3 separate regions of the Mus musculus genome follow, and all the other regions are linked to region 1. A link is a contact called in public Hi-C data. All regions are on one chromosome and are shown on one strand. Each heading gives the region's core, a stretch centred on a gene start, on an enhancer-like site or on the middle of the called end of the contact. The rest is flanking DNA. Distances are from core to core; before and after follow the strand shown. Region 1 has its middle 160 kb from the start of P3h2. Region 2 has its middle 200 kb from the start of Trp63. Region 3 has its middle 150 kb from the start of Trp63.

Region 1 (2,955 bases), core at 165-2,664:
AAGAGATGAAGCTAGTCCTCATGCAACATTCCTTATAGCTTGTAATCTTACCCTTTGAAGGGCACCAAGGTATTAATGAAGAGCATTCAGTGAAGGTAGGGTTTGTCCCTCTACACATGCTTCCTGAGGATGCTGTTAGTCTAGTAGTAAATGCAATTACAGAATACTTTGGAACTTAAACTTCATGGTTCCTACCTATATGTCTGTGCATTTCTGATCCACAAAGAACTCAACTCAGAACAATGTGTTATTCTAGGATTTCTGACTCTCTCCTCTCACGTGGCCTCCTGGAAAATGGGGAACGTGTTGGCTCCCCACATCAAACTCCTTATCATCTCCATAGTTGATCCTACATAGCTGTCCAATCACTGTGTGCTGAAGAAATGATCCTGGAACAAGGAGATTATGAGGGGACTCTGCAGCTTTGCTAGAGATGACGGTGCTCTTTGGGACAGTGAACTCTGGTAGAGCATAGGGAGCCATGACAAGGTAGCATTAGACATCTAACCATTCCCAAGTAGTGCCAACCAGTAAAGTGCAGATCATTTTGCACTCTCAAAGCTGGGGGGCATTGAGAAACAGGAAAAGTATAAACCAAAGAAAAGATAAAACACAAATTCAGCTGTGGGTGGTTCTCAGGCATCCAGTATAGGATCTGTCAAGTATAAGAACTTTGGAGACTAGAGCAAAAGGCTCATCCAGAGCTGAATATCTGCCTCTGTCTAGTTTTAGGCTTGATTTTCTTCAACACTTGCTTTCCTTTTTGATGGATTATTGCGTAGATGTAGACAGCTTCACTAACTTTCATTGGAACAGTAATATTTGTACTTAAATTTCAGTGACATGGGCAAGAGCTGTGGGTTTTCCAGGAAATGATATGACCTTTGAGAACTGTGTGGCTTACTCTGATTCACTTGCTCCCATTTACTTACTTATGGACACTTACCCTTCTCAAAGGCTTGCTTTACACTGCCTAACAGTTCTTATCTGTCTGCTGAGACCCAAAATAGAAGCCTTTGGCTTCCTTCTCAGGTTCTGCATTCTTTGTCTTTTATTTATAGCAATTACAAACCATTTTCTACTTTTAGGTCTCTGTTGTCTTTAGCTGGCCTTGAACTTTAGGGATGCATGGTTTTTCCTTCTTTTCTCCATAACAAATAATATGGCCCTTGATGCATTCAAAACAGACATTATATGAAGGGGCAGACAACCCATACAATCAGGTGAACAAATGGGTACATGAGCTGCTTCCCCCTTCTTCACTCTTTTTGGTTCCCTTGGTGTAACCAGTGCTTTCTAGAACACTGTGAGGTCTGCTGCTAACTTGGTCTCACCGTCTGATGGCTCTGTGTGAATTTGCCTTTGCCATATAGGTCAGCCCCTTGTTGAGTTGGAGAGCAATGCAGCCTGGGTGTTGGAAGACAGCTCCACCCCTGAGTCACAGTGCCTCTGGATCCTGCGGTTCCACTCCGTGTGAAAGGTCTTTCTGTAGCATTCTTGCAAGGTGAGTTTTCTAATTAGCTTTCCCTTATAAGGTGCCAGAGGGGACGATTGGTCAGAAGTAAAGTCCATAGATGGGGTAACAGTGGCCAAGAGACTTTTGCCTTAGGCTGCTGGGTGGGAAGACGTCTTCCAGTTGACATCTGGTGAGAATTTAATGACTCAGAACTCTACTCTCCACCCCTGGTCTCTCACCCACCAGCTTGCCTCACTCAGCCAGGCCTGGACTTTGAGAGCATGAAATCATATACATCATGATTACACCTGCATGGTAGCTATACTCAGTGTTAGAGAACATGTTCTTCAAATGGCCAAAAGAGGACGAGAGGACTCCTGAATACCCTTTCTCCCTCACATCTCTGAGAGGAAGCTGTCTTCCAGTAAAGGCTGAGGCAAAACCAGAGAGTGAATGGTCAAGAGATTGGTCAAGAGAATGGTCAAGAGATTAAATAGTAAATGAACAAAAAGGACAAGTGGACATGGTGGTCTTCAGGTATCTAATGGTTCATATGCTACTCCATATAGACTGATGCATTTTTAACACATATAGCTTTAGTATAGAGTCAATAAATATTTCAATGTTAAAAGATAAAATTGTGAAAGAAAAACACTGAATGATAAGTTTATCCATAACTCGTAACATTTAGCAATAATCCTTGTTTACTACTGGGCATTTTTCTTTTTTTTAACATGTCACTCAGATCCTTAAAGAGAGGCTATGATTTTTATTTTACATAGGAATAACTAATGTGCTGAAATGAGTGGAGGAGTCATTCAGGAATGGAGGGATTCAAAAGTTCTTATCTTATGATCTTCACAGATTGCATACTGAGCGTCTAGTCATTCATTTCCAATTTCCTGGTCTTCAAGTTTCTCCCAGTCTTACATTTCTGCCTTCAGAGAGACAAAGATGATTCAGATCCAATGTTAATATAAGCTCAGTCCCTTTAGATGAACATTGATCTTTGTATTAGTCTAAGTGTTGTGATAAAGAAAAGTTTGTGTGTTGTCAGCGAGCAGAGACATCTAAACTCAGTTCCAAGTATGTGGGTAAGACCCTGGTAAATGAAAGGCTGCTTTCTAAGCTAGTTCTTTAACCCGATCCATGCTCAAGTTTATTATTATGCTCCTAAGATTACTAAGGTCTAAGAAGGGAAGAAAATAAGATAGCTCTAAGAACGGTTTTGTGGAATCTGCAGTCACTCCAATCCAGGAACATGGAAACGAATTAGAGCCGCCACTTTATCTATGCTAGTAGTCAAGTGTGGTGTAGAGGCAATTTCAACATTCAAATTATATCACATCTTATGATGAAATAGGAATTGCCCATGGACCAATTCTTTTTCTATGATCACCAGACACCAGGACAGGAAAAATCTTCCTAGAATAGATAAATATTGATTAAGATTTAAAAATGCCCCCGTTTCCAGGAACAGATACCGTCACTTGAAACTA
Region 2 (2,955 bases), core at 176-2,675, 460 kb before region 1:
CCACACCCTTCTTTAGACTGTTCTTGGCCCCTTAGGCACAAACTGTTCCAAAGTCTGAGTCAGTCCTCCCTGCCCATTTACATGCTTGGCTGCTGTCCAAGGCTACGATAAGAAACCACCCAGGTGCTGTGCCTCAGAGAGCCAGCAACATGGTGGTCTTGGCCAGCTGAGCCTAGGGTAGAATGAAGGAGACAATACCCCTCTGGGAGTGAGAGTCATCAGCTAGTGTCTGCAGAGATGGGCTGTGATTTGTGATTTGGCAGATCACTCATCTCTGCCTCTCCTCTCGTCATCCTGGAAGGGAGGGGTTTAGCCAAACGACCTTACCATCCTCTTCTAATTCTCCAGAGCCTGGATGCAAAATGAAGGCAGTCTAAGCATTTCATGCACCTTAAAGAGCAATGTTATTTACTTGTCTGTACTAACCACATCCCTAGAAGAAAGAGACGTAGCTCAAGCTCACTGCTAGTAAGGTTGGAAATGCACATGAACCATTGTCTTGGTACTCATCCCTCCCAGGTTTGTTAGCTTCTCCATCTCAGCAAAGTTAATTCTTGGGGGTAGAGTCATGACCCGCACCATCACTATTACTTAAATGTGCAGCAGATGCTGTGTCCAGAATAGGGGACATAGTTGCACTGTTCCTCTGTCAGCTGTCTGAAGACTACTCAGTGACTATGGTTTCTATGCTGTTGGCTAAGCCCAAAACAGAGAGCAGTTACTGTGGAATGGGTCCTCACGAATAATAACTAATAACACAGCAAGAATACTACCACTTAATAGTCAATGCACACTGCTTCAAATAAAGATGGGCTTTTAAAATTCATTTTATTCTCATAACCACTGTGTTAAAGCAGTATCTCCATCCTGATATTGGAGCTCTTGACTCTAGCTGCATATATATCAAAAGATGGCCTAGTCGGCCATCACTGGAAAGAGAGGCCCATTGGACTTGCAAACTTTATATGCCCCAGTACAGGGGAATACCAGGGCCAAAAAGGGGGAGTGGGTGGGCAGGGGAGTGGGGGTGGGTGGATATGGGGGACTTTTGGTATAGCATTGGAAATGTAAATGAGTTAAATACCTAATAAAAAATGGAAAAAAAAAAAAAAAAAGAAAACAACAGTGTAGCAACGCTATAGGGTCATTGAGACCGGATTTGTGAACGGACTGAGTAAAAGAGGACAGTCATAATCTGTCACCTTTGTGCAGGATTTCAAACACATGAAGAATCTTGCAACCTCATTCTATGCGGTTTTCATTATGATGTGGCAGTTGAGTAATGGCTTCCTTGAAGTTCCCGCTTCAAGGAATGAAATGAGTCGACGGTACATCAGATCATTTGATATTCAGCTCTGGGCCTTTCTGAACAAGCTGACATCGTGCACTGGATTTGTCATGGTTCAAGTGTAGCTTAATTCATGACTACACCAGAAAACTAATCTGTGTGGTGAATCACAGGGTGTGAATATGAATGGGTGGCAACTGTAGGTGGAACAGGGCATAGCGTAGCATTTGAACAAATGGAAAGACAGAGGTGAACAGCAAGCAACCATCATGGTAATCATGATGTGCAGTCTTGTGGGTTAATCATGCTCAATGTGCAGAGATGTTCTGCGCTTAGCTCATTTCAGAAGTGGTGGAGGAGATGACACCGGGGTGGGGATCCCTCAGGAACTTTTGTGCTCAGTCAGTCAGTCAGTCAGTCAGAAACTTCGAAGTTAATTCACTCTGTGAGGAGCAGCAGGTCTTTGTACTGAGCCTGTTTACAGATCCTCACCTCTCTGGGTTCCACCTCATGCTCTGCTCTTCTCTTAATATTAATGTCAAATCCTCACACAGAATAAATCATCTTCAAAGTTTACAAAGGAGTTACACATATGAGTCTTAAGGAGAAAAAACAAAACAAACAAACAAACCAAAAACCTGATGCCTCTGACTCTGAGTACAGTTGTCATTGTTGAAAGTGACAGTAGTCATTTTGTCATTAGCTAAAAGTCAAGACCTGGAAAACTGAAGCTCAATATCAAACATTAACTCCTAAAAAAAGTGTGTGTGCGTGTGCGTGTGCGTGTGCATGTGCACGTGCGTGTGTGTATGTGTGTGCATAAACCAGCCCATGAAAGAAGTAGAACTCAATCAACCTTTGCTCTCCCCTGTAACTTAGTTCCAGATGCCAGTAATTTTTTGTTGTTGTTGTTTGTTTTGTTTTGTTTTGTTTTTTGAGACAGGGTTTCTCTGTATAGCCCTGGCTGTCCTGGAACTCTCTTTGTAGACCAGGCTGGCCTCGAATTTAGAAATCCACTTGCCTCTGCCTCCCGAGTGCTGGGATTAAAGGCATGCGCCACCAAGCCTGGCTCAGATGCCAGTAATTTAAAAGATGATCAACTTAGCTGTTTCTTATCCAGGCCTGTGCTCAGCCAGCCACCCCCGCCAGTGTCAGAGTGAGTGTACTCTCTATCAGTCTTTGAGCATCTGTTTATCTGTACTGACTCAGCCTCTTAAATCTCCTCAAATTCAATTTTCGTTTCAGCTTTACTTCTGTGCCCCACATCCTCGTTTCTACCAACGATTGCTGTAGTTTTTTTTTTTTTTTTTTAATTTCTCATCCTGCTCCAACATAAACTAGACTAGTGAAACATTACAAACTATAAAACAAATTGTCACAACATGTCAAGCTCCGGTGCTTCTGGAATGGGAAGACCATTCTCCAAACACTTCCTTTTCTTCTTCTATACCCTTGTGGCTGCCAGTCTGTCATACGCTTCTTTGGCCATGCTGAGTCACTTGAAACCCACTGCACCTGACATGCTCTTTGGAGGCACAGTGATTTTGATGATATCGATTGTGTTAGTCAGATGTTTCATAGCGGTGGGAAGCAGTTTAGAGGAGGAAAGATTGGTTTGGGGATGCTGGATTGGGGGCCTTGGCTCTACTTGTGTCAAATCCATTGCC
Region 3 (2,955 bases), core at 235-2,734, 410 kb before region 1:
ATGACTGATTTTATTTGAGATGTTCCTCTGTCATGTCACTGTACCCACGTTGCTATTGAGGTTTGTGTGTGTGTGTGTGTGTGTGTGTGTGTGTGTGTTGCACTCCCCAGTGGTACACATTGACAGGCAAGCCAGCATGAGAAATATAATACCAGAAATGTGCTTCCACACATGAATGCGAAACTTAAAAGGAGCTTGACAGAGCTGCTTCGCCACTGATCGGCCCATTTTCTCTCAAACTGGCTGAGTGTTGTTGATACTTTTCGTTTCGGTGTATCTCAGTTGCCTCTTATCCACCAATGATGAAGTCCTCGAGCAAAGGAGAGTCCTCATTTCTGAGAGTCTACCAGAAGTATAGAACTGATCAAATTAGGTAATATAATATGAGTGCCTTACCCTAGGAGGAAACTACAATAGCCTGTGGTGATCAGAAAATGAACAGATATGTAGCCTAGTCAATATGTAATGGGAGAGCTCTCATTTAAGTTGTATTGGTGAAAATGGAGTTATGTTTGAATGAAACATGGAGAACTAGGATAGCAGCACTAAGTTATCAAGGTTTGAAAGGCATGTGTGTATGTGGGGGCAGGTTTGCATAAATAACATAGTCCACAAAGTGGGAAAACAATATACCCAGGCTGGTTGATGAAGTCAGATTACAGAGCGCCTTGGGCCCCGGTGTTTAAACAGAGAGACGGGTGAGAGGCAACAAGAGCCAGAGTGTGTCTGAACTTCAGGAATGTCAAGTGAATAGAAAGGAGCACAAGCCTATGAAATAGTCCAGAGAGTAGATAATAAAGGATGCCAGGTATTGTGGAACACACTTTTAATCCCAGCATTTAGGAGGTAAAAGCATTTGGAACTGAAGGTCTACCTTACATATACAGTGAGTTCAAGGTCAGCCTAAGCTCCACAAGAGCCTGTTTCTTCCCAAGTCAATGAAAAAATGTTAATGTCTATGTCCAAGTACATGATATAATTTACTTAGAGATATAAATTTCATTGGGTTATATCTACCACAGGAGCAGGATGTCTCAGACTTTGTCATTGATCAGCTGTAGGAGTCATGAAGGGAAAACAGGATGATAGAGTCAAGTTATAAAGGCATGTAGCCTGACTTAGAAAGCCACAGAGGTCATTGTGATCTGAGGTGTGGGTCTAGTTGACCTTCATGGATACAGCTGAGAGTTAATTAAACTAGCAAGACACGAGCTGCAACTCCAACTCTGTGTTTTCTTTCTGAGTTGATGATTCACTGTTGCTATTGAGAGGTGAGTTGGGCCATGGGTGAACAGGAGCAGTCGGCAGTGAAGACTGAAGGGCAAAGAAGCAGGAAGATTTCCTTGAACTCTGCTTGCACTGAAAACCCTGAGCAGAAGCCCAAACTTGTGGCTTTCTTGGATCTCTTCAGATCAGAGAGCTGCCCATTCCAAAGCCACAGCACTTCTTTTGCGTCTCAGTTACACCACAGGCATCTGACTCATAGGATAGTCAGCCATAGAGGTCAGTCCTGCCTTAAAGCAAGTCTGGAGTGGAGCACTCCTCGGCTTCAGTTTACCTTCTGTTTAAATAGGTCTTGGTCATGGCACTGTTACATTGAAAGGGTGGGCTTATCTTTGTGTTGTATATAATCAATCCTTTATGAACTATAAACCCATAGATCATTATTGCCCTTATTGTAGAGAGTGCAAAGAATAAGTGTATATAAGGGAACAGGTCCCTCAAAAAGAAGAACCGTTCTCAGAACGAGCCGAACGAAGCTTTTAGAGGTTACAGACACAGTGTCCAGGTCAAACCTCCGACTTCCTATTAAGCCTTTATTCCTTTTTACCATCCAAATTAATTACTTCCTTACGCTTCATATTTTAAACAACCTCAAAAATGATATACTATCTGGTAGAGGAAGGTCCTATTTCTTTCCTTTCAGTTTTAAATCCAGGTTTAAAGACCCTTTGGAAAACTTGGCAGCCACTTTGGAAATGGGCGTGAGCTTACAGGACAGCATCAAGGCTGAATTCAGTACAAGAGCACTGAGCTGTTTCATTTGCTGAAGCTTCTGGTAGGTGTTCTAAGAGATCAAGTGTTAAATCAGGGGGTCCCTGTCTGCTGGCACTGCCCAGTTCCAGACAGGGAAAAAGACAGTCAAACAACTAGGGCAAAACCAAATGAGATTAAGAAGACATTTTCGGCTTCATTCACTTTCTGGATGAATAAAATACTGGGCCTCCAGAGTTTGGCAGCCCTCATGACATGTTAGGAGAGAAGAAAAGAGAGCTACTTCTAAATGGGCCATTTCCCCATAGTGCCAGTGAGCTTAGAAACTTTACAAAGAAAAATGGGACAAGTCTTTCTCACTCTCATTAAGCACCCTCAAACACCAGTAGCCTTAACAGGAGACTCCAGGAGAGGCAGATGGAAGTGCCCTGACCCAGCACACTCAGGACAAGAAACTGCAGGGATTGGGGGTCATTGCCAAGTGGTGAGATGAACCTGATAGGGTTCCTAAATAACAGCATGCCCTCAGCTGCAGGCCTGACTTCATGCTATTCCAGTCGTGTGACCTGTCTCCTCCAGGGATCTAAGATAACACTTATCACAGCCGGCTTTGGGATCCGGTTGCTTGAATGTGTCCCTGCTTTCAGCACTGAATATGAGAGCAATGACCATGACTTACTCAACTCTGTGCCCCAGAACACTTGGCATCAGCCCTGGTCCTCGGCAGATGCCCAGAAAGTGTGCAGAGCTGGTTGGAATTTTGGCAGGGCTTCCTGCTTCTCATGGGTAAACCCCATGGGTCTTCTTGTCTGATTTGCAAAGGATAAAACATTTCATTTATTAGAAAACTGGGATCTGATTTTTGAGACCCTGATTCTAAAAGAAAATAGAACTGGATTTTCCTTTCCATACAACCCTGTCCACAGGACCCTGACAAGTCTATTTCCATTCCATGCTCAG

Evidence for each region. A called contact is a pair of places that touch in the nucleus more often than the background predicts.
Region 2: a contact with region 1 is called in a Hi-C map of pancreatic cancer cells, with 4 times the contacts expected there. The contact joins two enhancer-like sites. A contact is called at or near these places in 1 of 39 promoter capture datasets (liver), 4 of 484 Hi-C or Micro-C datasets (embryonic fibroblasts, epidermal suprabasal cells and pancreatic cancer cells), 1 of 115 datasets of contacts at active chromatin or transcription factors (the NIH/3T3 cell line) and 1 of 9 other capture datasets (embryonic stem cells).
Region 3: a Hi-C map of the C2C12 cell line shows a contact between it and region 1, with 2.8 times the contacts expected there. The contact joins two enhancer-like sites. A contact is called at or near these places in 5 of 39 promoter capture datasets (the 3T3-L1 cell line, 3T3-L1-derived adipocytes, hippocampal neurons and 1 more), 16 of 484 Hi-C or Micro-C datasets (the 3T3-L1 cell line, 3T3-L1-derived adipocytes, the C2C12 cell line and 11 more), 3 of 115 datasets of contacts at active chromatin or transcription factors (the NIH/3T3 cell line, astrocytes and vascular smooth muscle cells) and 1 of 9 other capture datasets (embryonic stem cells).

Annotation. Positions count from the first base shown.
Region 1 is chr16:25,940,912-25,943,866 of GRCm38.p6, forward strand. No RefSeq gene overlaps it. Among named protein-coding and RNA genes, the nearest start is that of P3h2, 160 kb to the right of the region's middle. Within about 2 kb of position 1,415, at least 29 of the 459 cell types and tissues checked have an H3K27ac peak or open chromatin away from gene starts, as enhancers often do. A contact at or near this core is called in 3T3-L1-derived adipocytes, the C2C12 cell line and pancreatic cancer cells, where this site is marked.
Region 2 is chr16:25,483,891-25,486,845 of GRCm38.p6, forward strand. No RefSeq gene overlaps it. Among named protein-coding and RNA genes, the nearest start is that of Trp63, 200 kb to the right of the region's middle. Within about 2 kb of position 1,426, at least 38 of the 459 cell types and tissues checked have an H3K27ac peak or open chromatin away from gene starts, as enhancers often do. A contact at or near this core is called in pancreatic cancer cells, where this site is marked.
Region 3 is chr16:25,530,702-25,533,656 of GRCm38.p6, forward strand. No RefSeq gene overlaps it. Among named protein-coding and RNA genes, the nearest start is that of Trp63, 150 kb to the right of the region's middle. Within about 2 kb of position 1,485, at least 86 of the 459 cell types and tissues checked have an H3K27ac peak or open chromatin away from gene starts, as enhancers often do. A contact at or near this core is called in 3T3-L1-derived adipocytes, the C2C12 cell line and pancreatic cancer cells, where this site is marked.